Regions from separate parts of the Canis lupus genome. Here region 1 is linked to region 2. Evidence: chromatin contacts called from public Hi-C data. All regions are on one chromosome and are shown on one strand. Each heading gives the region's core, a stretch centred on a gene start, on an enhancer-like site or on the middle of the called end of the contact. The rest is flanking DNA. Distances are from core to core; before and after follow the strand shown. Region 1 holds the start of SPRY2 (protein sprouty homolog 2). Region 2 overlaps LOC119865142 (a long non-coding RNA gene).

The links. Hi-C and Micro-C count contacts between places; a contact is called where the count stands out from the background.
Region 1: a contact with region 2 is called in a Hi-C map of amygdala, with 6 times the contacts expected there. The contact joins the promoter of SPRY2 here to the enhancer-like site in region 2. A contact is called at or near these places in 2 of 9 Hi-C or Micro-C datasets (amygdala and skin fibroblasts).

Annotation. Positions count from the first base shown.
Region 1 is chr22:33,467,492-33,472,323 of UU_Cfam_GSD_1.0, forward strand. It overlaps SPRY2 (protein sprouty homolog 2), which reads right to left and starts at 1,725. Exons shown (of 2, transcript XM_038569857.1): 1 at 1,299-1,725.
Region 2 is chr22:33,169,132-33,174,069 of UU_Cfam_GSD_1.0, forward strand. All of the region lies in intron 2 of LOC119865142 (a long non-coding RNA gene), which reads right to left. Among named protein-coding and RNA genes, the nearest start is that of SPRY2, 300 kb to the right of the region's middle. Within about 2 kb of position 2,745, at least 4 of the 20 cell types and tissues checked have an H3K27ac peak or open chromatin away from gene starts, as enhancers often do.

The DNA.
Region 1 (4,832 bases), core at 475-2,974, 300 kb after region 2:
GCCACGCACCCTGGGCGACTCTACCAGGCACTGACCCAGGGGGCACCGGCTGCAGTCTGCACACCCCATCTCCTTTCCGGCGGAGAGAAAAAAGTGAAAGGAAAGTTGCTTTTTAAAGAAAGGTCAAGTCCCAGGGCCCCACTGCACAGGGCGTGCAGGACGCAGATCCCTAGGCTGGAAACTTTCCGCCAAGATTTGCTCGCAGTGCAGAGCAGCATCTTTGAAAGGGGTGGTGGTGTGTGTGTGCGTGTGTGTGTGTGTGTGTGTGTTTAATCGAAAATGATCACTGCCCATTCCTAGCCTCCTTCGCACCCAGAGCACCCGCCGCCCACCCCCCTCGCTCCCCTACCCCCCACCCCGAAAGTGCTCAGAAACCCCCATGAAGAAGTGTGTGATCGGACTTAAGGACTAAGGGGCAAGGACTTCAGCACGAGGGTGGGGCAGACCCAGAAACCGCTTGGTAAAAACGCACAAGATTCCGAATTCAAGGCAGCAGCAGCAGCAGCAGCAGCAACAGCAACAAAAAAGTAGATCAGCCCATCAAAGTAAATTAAAAAAAACAAAAAACCAAAAAACCAAAAACCCTAACCTCTTTTGCCACCTATTTTCAGGTAATGGAAAACGATAGCGACCGCTCGAGGACTTTCTTCCTGTGCTAGGTCCGCCCAATCTTCCAAAAATAAAACAAGTGTGACCCAGGCCGACCGCGGAGAACGGAAAAAGGAGAAAGCTGCACTTCCGAACCGCAGCCCCGGCGCCCGGCAGGGGGACGCTCGCACCCGGCCCGGCCCGGCCCCCCTCCCCGGCCCCGGCCCCGGCCCCGGCCCCTGCCCAGGCTTCACCGGCGGCTCCCGCTGCCCCCGGAGGCGAGCGACTCGCGCGCCCTCCGTCCCGCTGGCGCCCCTGCCCCGGGACCCTGTCGCCCAGGGCTTGCCCCCCCCCCCCAAGAACAGGTTAGAAATGCGGGCGCCTACGGCGGGGACCTGGAACACACAAAGTGTTCCGCCTCCGTCTCCCGCTCTCCGCGCCGACTCCGCGGCCGCCCCAACCCCCCAGAGCGCGGGCGCCTGGGGTCCTGGGGCTGCGGACGCCCGACCCCGCGCGCTGCAGCCCCCGCCGAGCCAGGCCGGGCCCGGGGCCGGGCAGCTCCCCGGGGTCCCCGCCGGGAACCTGCGGGGCTGGAGAAACGGAGGCCTGAGTGGAGACGGACCCCTCTCCGGGTCCGGCTGCACCTACTCCATGTTGCCCACAACGCGCCGGCCAAGGCGCCAGGAGGGGAAGAGCCAAACGTGCCTCACCGTGATCGCGGCTTTGCACCAACCCCTCTCCGTTGGATTCGCTGCCTCCTGCGATGTGCAAATAAAATCCAGCCCCGATGCAAACTCCCCCCCCTCCCCCCCGCCTTCTTTCCAAACTCTGCTTCGCTCCAAGTTCCGAGCAATCGGCGGGAGGAAAAAAAAGGAGAGGAAAATCCGGAGCCAAGTCCCCAGCCGATGAGCAGCAAGCACTCACTCCGGGGCTCGCGGCTGGGGGCGACCCCCCTTCTAGAAACGCACGCGGAGTATTTCCTTTTTCTCAATGAACTGGAGGCCGAAGCGCCAACGGCTAGTCTCCTTTCCCGGCGGACGAGCGAAGGGGAAAAAGAAAGCCGCCTCGGAGAGAGTCTAAAGCCAGATGGCCAAGCGGTGCGGCGGCGGCCGGGCGGAGGCGGAGGCGGAGGCGGAGGCGGAGGCGGAGGCGGCGCGGGGGCGCGGGCCGGGCCGGGCGGGCGCGGGCGCGGGCGCGGGGGCCTGGGCGCTGCGCGCTCCGCCGGCCCCTCTGCTCGGCTCGCGCTGCGCCGCGCGGCTCTCAGCGCTGCAGACTGGGCGTTGTGGAGGCGCGGCGGCGAGGCCGAGGCGGGGGCGGCGGGGGCGCGGGGGGCGGGGGGGCGGGGGGGCGGGGGGGGCGGGTCTGGGGCCCGGCCGGGGGGGCTCGCCGTTGGCCTGCGCCCTCGTCTTTCCGGAGGCAGCGAGCTCTGCGGCGGCCGCGGCAGCAGTAAATGGCGTCATGTGGATCCGAGGCGGAACAGAGCAGTTGTTGTCCCAGAGGATATATCGCATCCGGTCCCAGCTCATTGGCTCCGCGGGGCTACATTCACTCACACTTCAGCGCCCGCCAGCGCTCCGAGCCGCAGGAGGCATTCAAAAGGGCAACCGCGCCGCCCCGCGCGTCCCCAGGCCGGTCCTGCCGCCCGGGCGCCGGCGCGCGGGGCGCCCGCGGGGCCGCGCCGGGCACGGCGGCTCACTCTGCCTAGTTGCACGGAAACCCCGACCCGAAGGTTTCCCCGGAGGCCGCGAGGACGAGCCGCGGGCTCGGACCCGACCTGGGGCACTTTCTCCTCGCCCCTGGGAAAGGGGGAGGGGAAGGGAACGGCCAAGCCCGACCCGGGCCACGCAGTGCTGTGCTGGCACGAAAACAACGAGGTGCAGGTTCTGAGAGTTTCCTCGGGATCCGCTCTCCGGCCCACCTCTCTCCCCTTTTCGGTTCCCCCTCGAGGGGGCGACGCGGAGAGGAGCGGGGGGAGGGGAAGGGGAGCGGGAAGTGAGGTGGGAGGGCTGTTGGTTTATTCTTTGTCTCCTGGATTAACCCGATTATACACCAGGCACCAGCGCAAGCCGCCTCCCCCGCCTCGCAGCCGCGGACCGGAGGCGCGGAATGCAGCTTCGGGGCTCCAGCACTTTGTGCCCCGACCGAGACTGGCCATTGATGGACTCACTCTGTAGTTTTCAGTTTAGTGTCGGATTTTATTTATTTATTTATTTATTTATTTATTTATTTATTTATTTATTTATTTATTATTCATGTATGTATGTATGTATGTATTTATTCCACGGAGACTTAGCTAAGCGATGGAAGATCTGCTGTTGGACGCACTAGCTGAAGGGAACTCTGCGGTCGGAGCCTTTTTAAAAATTCGTTAATCACCTACACGGGGACTCAAGGTCGACACGCCGGGCTCCTGAAACGGTCCGGGGCTCGCTGTTCCCGGCAGAGTCCCTCCGCTTAGCCAAAAGGCCGCCGTCATTTCTGACTCGCCCTTGTCACCTAGAGCATTTCCCAAGAAGCTCCTGTTTTTGTACGTTTCGAAGGTGGTCTGTATGCTCCCACTTTAAAAAAAAAAAAAAAAAAGGAGAAATAAGATAGAAAACGCGTAGGTACGCAGGGCTCTAACTGCCGTTCATTTACTTAAGAAACGTGCTTGCACGTGGGCGCACCGGTGGGAAATGACCCCCCCCCCAACACACACACACACACACACACACTCCTGATGCTCCTGGATTCTAATAATTTACGGACTGTTTCCACTTTGCAGGGAAGTACGGCCAAGCCTCCCGAACAGCACCTGCCCTCGTGCGGGGTGAGGGTTCTTGCAATAGCGCGGGGAAGGCGCGCTGCCTTCTTCTGCAGAACCGGGGGCAGCTCCAGCTCACACCCGTTTGCAGCTACTCCGGCACTCGCTGCCGTGTCTAGACCGCCCCGGGCGCGCTCCCCGCCGCGCTGCGCTCTCGCCCTGCCTTCTCCATGTTTCTCTAGGGCTCTCCCCACTCGCCCTGGGTTTGGAACAAGAGATGGCAGGGGAAGTGGCATGCGTGATTTCCGGGTGTTGGCCTACGCCCCCCGCCCCCCACCCCCCACCCCTCGGTGAGGGTGCACGAGGCTAGGTCGGCCCGCTCCGGCGTGTCCCTGGGGCTGAGGGCAAGGGACTAACTACCCGGCCTCTCCCCGGCCCGGGCAGCTCGCCCGACGCCCAGGTCCTTTGAGCTTCGGGGTGAACGCGGGCGCCGCTGCGTTTACGGCCCGTGCGGCCACCAGGGGGCGCCCGCCCGGCGCGGGGTCGGGGCCCGGGCGGCCTCCTATCCACCCCAGGACCGGGCGAGTTCAGGCCGGGGAGCTTCAAGTGTGCATTAGGCCGGCTGGTTCACGATGATCGAGGACAGCCAGCTTGCCCTGCCACCTCCTGGGACGCATTCCGTTTGGAATCCGAGAGGAGGTCCCGAGGCTCGAGAGAACCCCGGCGCTGCGCAATGGGGAGGAGGTGGGGGCCGAGGCCAGGTGTGCGCGGCTGGTGGGGAGCTCGCTGCCCGCAGGAGGGCGGCAGGTCCCGGGCGCGGCAGGTGGAGGACACGCCTTCTCTCCGTCTTCTCAAACCCCTGCACCCAGCGGCTGCTCCTTCGGAGACACTGGTGCCCGCGTTTCCCTCCCAGCCCCGCAGGAACTTTGCGGAGACACACTGTTCTGAATCAAAGCATAAACTGGGAATTTAAATGAGGAGCTTCCGGCTAGTCAGAGCGCCTTATTTTTATTGAGTCGATGGGCAAGAACCTAGGAATGTATACTTCTCTTTCCTGAGTTAGAATCCCATGTAATTTAGCTCTTCCTTCCTGTCCTCACAGCCTCCAGCCTGCTGACTGGAAGAGCATGTAACCTATACCTCGAGCACCAGATAAAAACAAGAACCTGCTGGGTCCTTCGTGACTCCGTCTTTATCGTTTATTTTATTTAGTGAAATTATTTTTTTTTCAGATGTAAATGTATAGAACAATATATTGTGCTCCAAATGTTACTTAATGCGTTATAATCCCAGAGAGAAATGCTGTTTATGTATGTGCTTGTGCATATACACACATAATGAAGTGTTCGGTGCAGCTTCTGTAATGTGTACCCCCCAATTAATTGCCACATTGCATTTCAAAATTATAACTGGGATGAATCCTGGAAGATACTTCAGAATTATGAAAGAATGCTGTGTAAAATTTCAGTGGAGCCCCATTTTCAAAAGTGTTGTGTAAAGT
Region 2 (4,938 bases), core at 1,495-3,994:
CTCATAAGTGGCAATCCCAAGGACAGATTCAGGGTTTGTTTGGGTCTTTGGATCTTATAAATTGGGGGACTCTCTCAAGAGATTTATTTCTAATTGCTGTCTGCTATACCATGTTAACTATAGTATAGAGATGGTAGTGATGGTAGAGATATTAGATTCATTCCACTGCTCTAGAGAACTGTGCTTTTCTAGTGTTTTCTCTGGCCTGGTAACCCCGAGGGGCATATCCCTCAGAAGATACACCTGTGGGGCACCCGAGTGGCTCAGTGGTTGAGTGTCTGCCTTTGGCTCAGGTCATGATCCCAGGGTCCTAGGATAGAGTCCCGTATCAGGTTCCTTTCAGGGAGCCTGCTCTCCCTCTGCCTGTGTCTCTGCCTCTCTGTGTGTGTCTCTCATGAATAAATAAATAAAATCTAAAAAAGAAGAAGAAGAAGAAGAAGAAGAAGAAGAAGAAGAAGAAGAAGAAGAAGAAGAAGAAGAAGAAGAAGATATAACCATGTGTGAGTGGAAAGTCAGGCATGGCTGTGGCTACGTAGCATTGCCTAGAGGCAACAATAGCCTCATCTTACCCTGCTTTTGTCATGAACACTTCTGCATCCTGTGTTAGACTTGGTCACAGAGATTTGGCTGGCTGTTTCTAGCCTGCAAGCCCATTTTCCATCCTGTGGTAAGCCCTGGCAAGAAGCCAGGTGGCTTAGGTACCCTCATGGGCACATGAGAGGCTTCTCTGCTACTCACCCTCCTCTATTAATACCTCAGGGTCTAATCCAGAAAGTCACATTGAGAGCTCTGTGGTGGCCTCCACAGCACACTCAGACACCCACCTGGAGGTGCATTCCAGGTGAAGTAATAGTTTCTGGGAACCTAATCCTGTTACATGTATTTTTTTCTGAAAAGAATTATCTCCAATTTTACATTATAACAAGTAGTCATTTAAGTGTTATTGGAATAACCTCTGCCTGCAGATTCTCCCACAGATATTTCCCACAACTGTTTTTTTCTTTTTTATTCTAGAGAGAGAAGGAACTGGGAAAAAAATCCAAATTATTAGAAAGAAAATAGCAAATTACCCAAACCAGATATTAATTTCTTATGGGTCTGCCCTTCTTTCCATGAATAACAGTTTTATGTTTTTTTAGGGCACAAGCTTACACATTTTTCTGTAGTTCTTGCTTCCCCCCTCCCCTTCAACTCTTAATATTGATGCTTATACCATGGTTGTTTTAACAATTTGCTTTACAAACTGATTACTTAGTCCTGGGGTTCCTTTCCAAGACTCCAAAAACAAGAATAATAAAAGTTTTGGAGGGGGGAAGATCAGGGGAAACAGTAATATTTTTAAATTATAAATAGTACAGCTATTTGTTTTGAAATGGCCTTAAATTGGACAATAAGATGACATACGCATATGCATGTCACTATCACTCACTGAATCAACTTATTAAAGTAATAACAATGAAAACGCTTGGACTTTTGGAGATCTGCACCAAGCCTTCCTAGACGAGCAGTTTGAAGGGATCCCCGCTGTCTCTGGAGCTGCGGTGCGCCCATCAGCAAACTGAGCAGCTCTTCATACTTCACAGCGTGAGCACCCCAGTGACTGCGGACAACCACTGTCTGCAGCTTTGCCTGTGGGATATTCTGTTAAAGGTCAAGTCCATAAAGTGGAAACCCGGCTGGTAGGAAAATAAATTTCTGAAAATAATTTCTGTCACTCTAAAAAAGAAACCATTAATTCCGAGCTTTCCACTCTTTCTGATTCTGTTGGCCACTAGGACCTCAGGTCTCTTCCCCGGTGTGGCACTTTCTGTCCTCACATCCCATTGGTTTTGTTCCCTTATTAAAACACTTCCTCTGACCCATCTTATGATTACCTCACATTAAAACAATCTGACTTGTGTATACTTTGGGATTTCATGATTTCTCTCATCTAGATTTTTCACACCTAGAACACAAAATGGACAAATCCATTATGGTTATCGGGGCTTTGTTTTGGTTTTCTGCTTTTGTTTTTGTTTTAGTAATCTAGTTGTTTGGATTATTTTCTAATAGTCTGAAAAAGCTGCTTATCACTACATTTTCCTATGTTATAAAGACACGTAAAACTGAGGAAAGAATATCGAGTTTTTCTTTGTTGTTATCAGGCACTACAGGCTTCTGCAGAGTTTTCCGTGCTGAACTACTCTTTGATTTGCGAGCAAAAGTTTAAAAGGCTAAAAAGGGGGAAATTGGTTCAATATTTCAGGCACAATGAAACATTTCTTTTGTCACTTTATTTCCCTGCTCTATTAATTTGTGGTTACTCACCTTCTCCTCAGAGATCCCCAGGGAACCCCAAATCTGACTCTCTATGATCTGGCACATGAACCCAAACATTTCTCCCAGTAAATTACATCTCACGTGTAATAAAACAAAATTGGCTTTTTTGGAACATAGAAGAATGTTTCAGGCCCCGATTGGCTACATTTAGGTTTGTTGCTCACATGCGTCCTGACGATGAGGCTCCCCGTGGCCTGTGTTGGTCTGGGAAGAAGAACGTAGGGTTCACTCACTGGCCTGAACAATGCTGGAATGTTTTTTCCCTGTCCATTCACTCAAACAATGTGCCATTCTGCACCTCATAAGCACTTGATTTATCCCAACTCTTGGGCCTGACCTGTAATCCCCCTCTCCTTACCCATCTGACCCATCTGTGTTTCATTTCCCACTCATCAGCATCCAGAGAGCTAGGCCCAGACCCTGTTTGGAACCATTAGACAGAGATTGGCACTCTTCCCTCTGCCTGCACCACATCCTCCGCTGGAAAAAAAAATGACCATCAGATCAGAGAACAGAGCCTGCTTTGTCCCCTGCAACGGGGATCTGGAAGCATTTTCAATCATTTGCACTCTATACCCACTCAAACGCATTAATGTGATCAACATTGGGCCTGTTGTGGGCATTTTTTCCAGCAAATAGCTTGCTAACATTCCAGGCATGTACTCCCCCGAAAACAAGACTGAGACAGGGCCCTGAATATTCAATTGGAAAATCACCAACAGCAAAAGCTTAGCTTGGCACGGCTGGTGTTGATTCTTAATAAGTGACTTCCTAAAGCCGAGGCATGGGGCTTACAGCGTCAATGACTTGTTTGAAAAATATTTTGTAGGTGCCTCATACCACTCTATTTCCTGTGGTATGCGTCATATTGTGAGCTATTCCAAGCCAGCTTGGTTAAGCACGCTAACTTTTTTCCCCCCCAAGATTGTGGTGTTTAACTAAAAATGTCTTTATACAAGATGAGCTCATAGCTATTAGTGCTGATGTAGTTTTAACTGCTTGGATACCCACTGCAGTTGGTTGAAAATGTGCTGAAAAAAAAAGGCAAACCTGAGCAAAAACATATCTCACCCTGCCTAAACGGGCGGACGGCAGTCCCAGTGACAGCATTTCTTCAGGGGGAGAAAGTTCCAGATTTAAGTACAATGCGTACCTTTCACTTTCATTAAAAAGACTTACTGTTCTTAGTGTATTACTGAGGTGCTGAAGACATCTGGAACATGGGAATAAAATTAACCCTTTCTATTTCTTCAGGTACTTTGTAAAACTCACCAAAGAACAGAGGTAATGATTGGAGAAAACTAGTGTATCTTGTCGACAGAGTTTCCTAAAAGGAAATGACAAGAAATCCAGAGACCGAAAATCCTGCCTCTGAGATTAAAATATTTATGAGTAAGATTTGTGTAGGGATCAAATAAAGTAATATATGGAAGATACCTTAGAATTCTAGATCTGAGGAGGAAACTAATACTGACCCATGCCTACTCTGTGCCACATACAGCCTTTGGTATTTCTGCATCCTAGAAAAAGTGTTCTTTGCAGCACTTATGATGTAGATATTCTTTTCATTTTGCAAGCAAGGAAAGAGAATTCCAAAGAGATTTGGTGAGCTTCCCAAGGTCACACAGTGATTAACTGATTAATTACAGAGGCAGGATTCAAAACTAGGTTTTCCATGAATACCAAGCTTGTGTTCTATCCTTTACCTTGCTTGCTGCTCACAGATCCAAATGGTTGCACCACTATTATTATTGTGGTTTTCTACTTGCTCAAAGAGTGTGTGTTTGCCATGGAGTGAGGGGCTAGAACAGGAGATGAATGTAAATTTATGTCATATACTCCCTTGCCTTCCTCCAGTAAATAGGTTACAGACAGCGTCTAGTTTGCGGCCCTTACCCAGTGGGTGACCAGTAGCTATTAAGTGATTAGACATTGTACATGCCATCTCTGAGTGATTTGTGTTTCTACAATAGGGCCTTTTATAACATAGAAGAGAGGGATTGAGACTCTGGACACTGCCTGGGCTGTGTTTGCCTCTCGGGGCAAATAATTTTCCTTGGTGCCAGGAGCAGCTCTGACGTGGCTGCTCTGCCCTTGTGTGGCCTGGGGCTTTGAGCTCCCAAGTGAGAGCCTGGTTGCGTCTGCCATCAAGTAGGAGTACAACAAGGTGAAGCCAAGGAGGCCAAATTGTGTGTCAGGAGATAAGGCAACCACAGATGTTCCTATTTGTAGGCCATGCAGGGGGTCAGAGAATCTCTATAGGAAATGACCAAGACCTCTGGGGGCAAGAGCTATTGGACAAATGCACTGTACAGTATTATTAAGGCAAGGAAGACCCTCTAACCCCCTCCACATTTACGAAGGCACATACTGCAGCTCTTCCCATGAAGTGGAAAAAGGGGCTTTTGTGTTGGGTATTATCTGTAAGTGTTTTGGCTTTGCCAAGCTTTCAGGCTACAGAATTACGCACTGGGACTGTGAATGGTTAGTTGATCCTTTATGACCTGATACTTAGTGTGTTATCTAAAGGAAATAACTTGTTTCTTGGTGAAGATTTGCAAGCTGGGAAAGTTTCTTTTTCACAACATGGCTTTTAAAAATATATAAAATTTTAAAAAA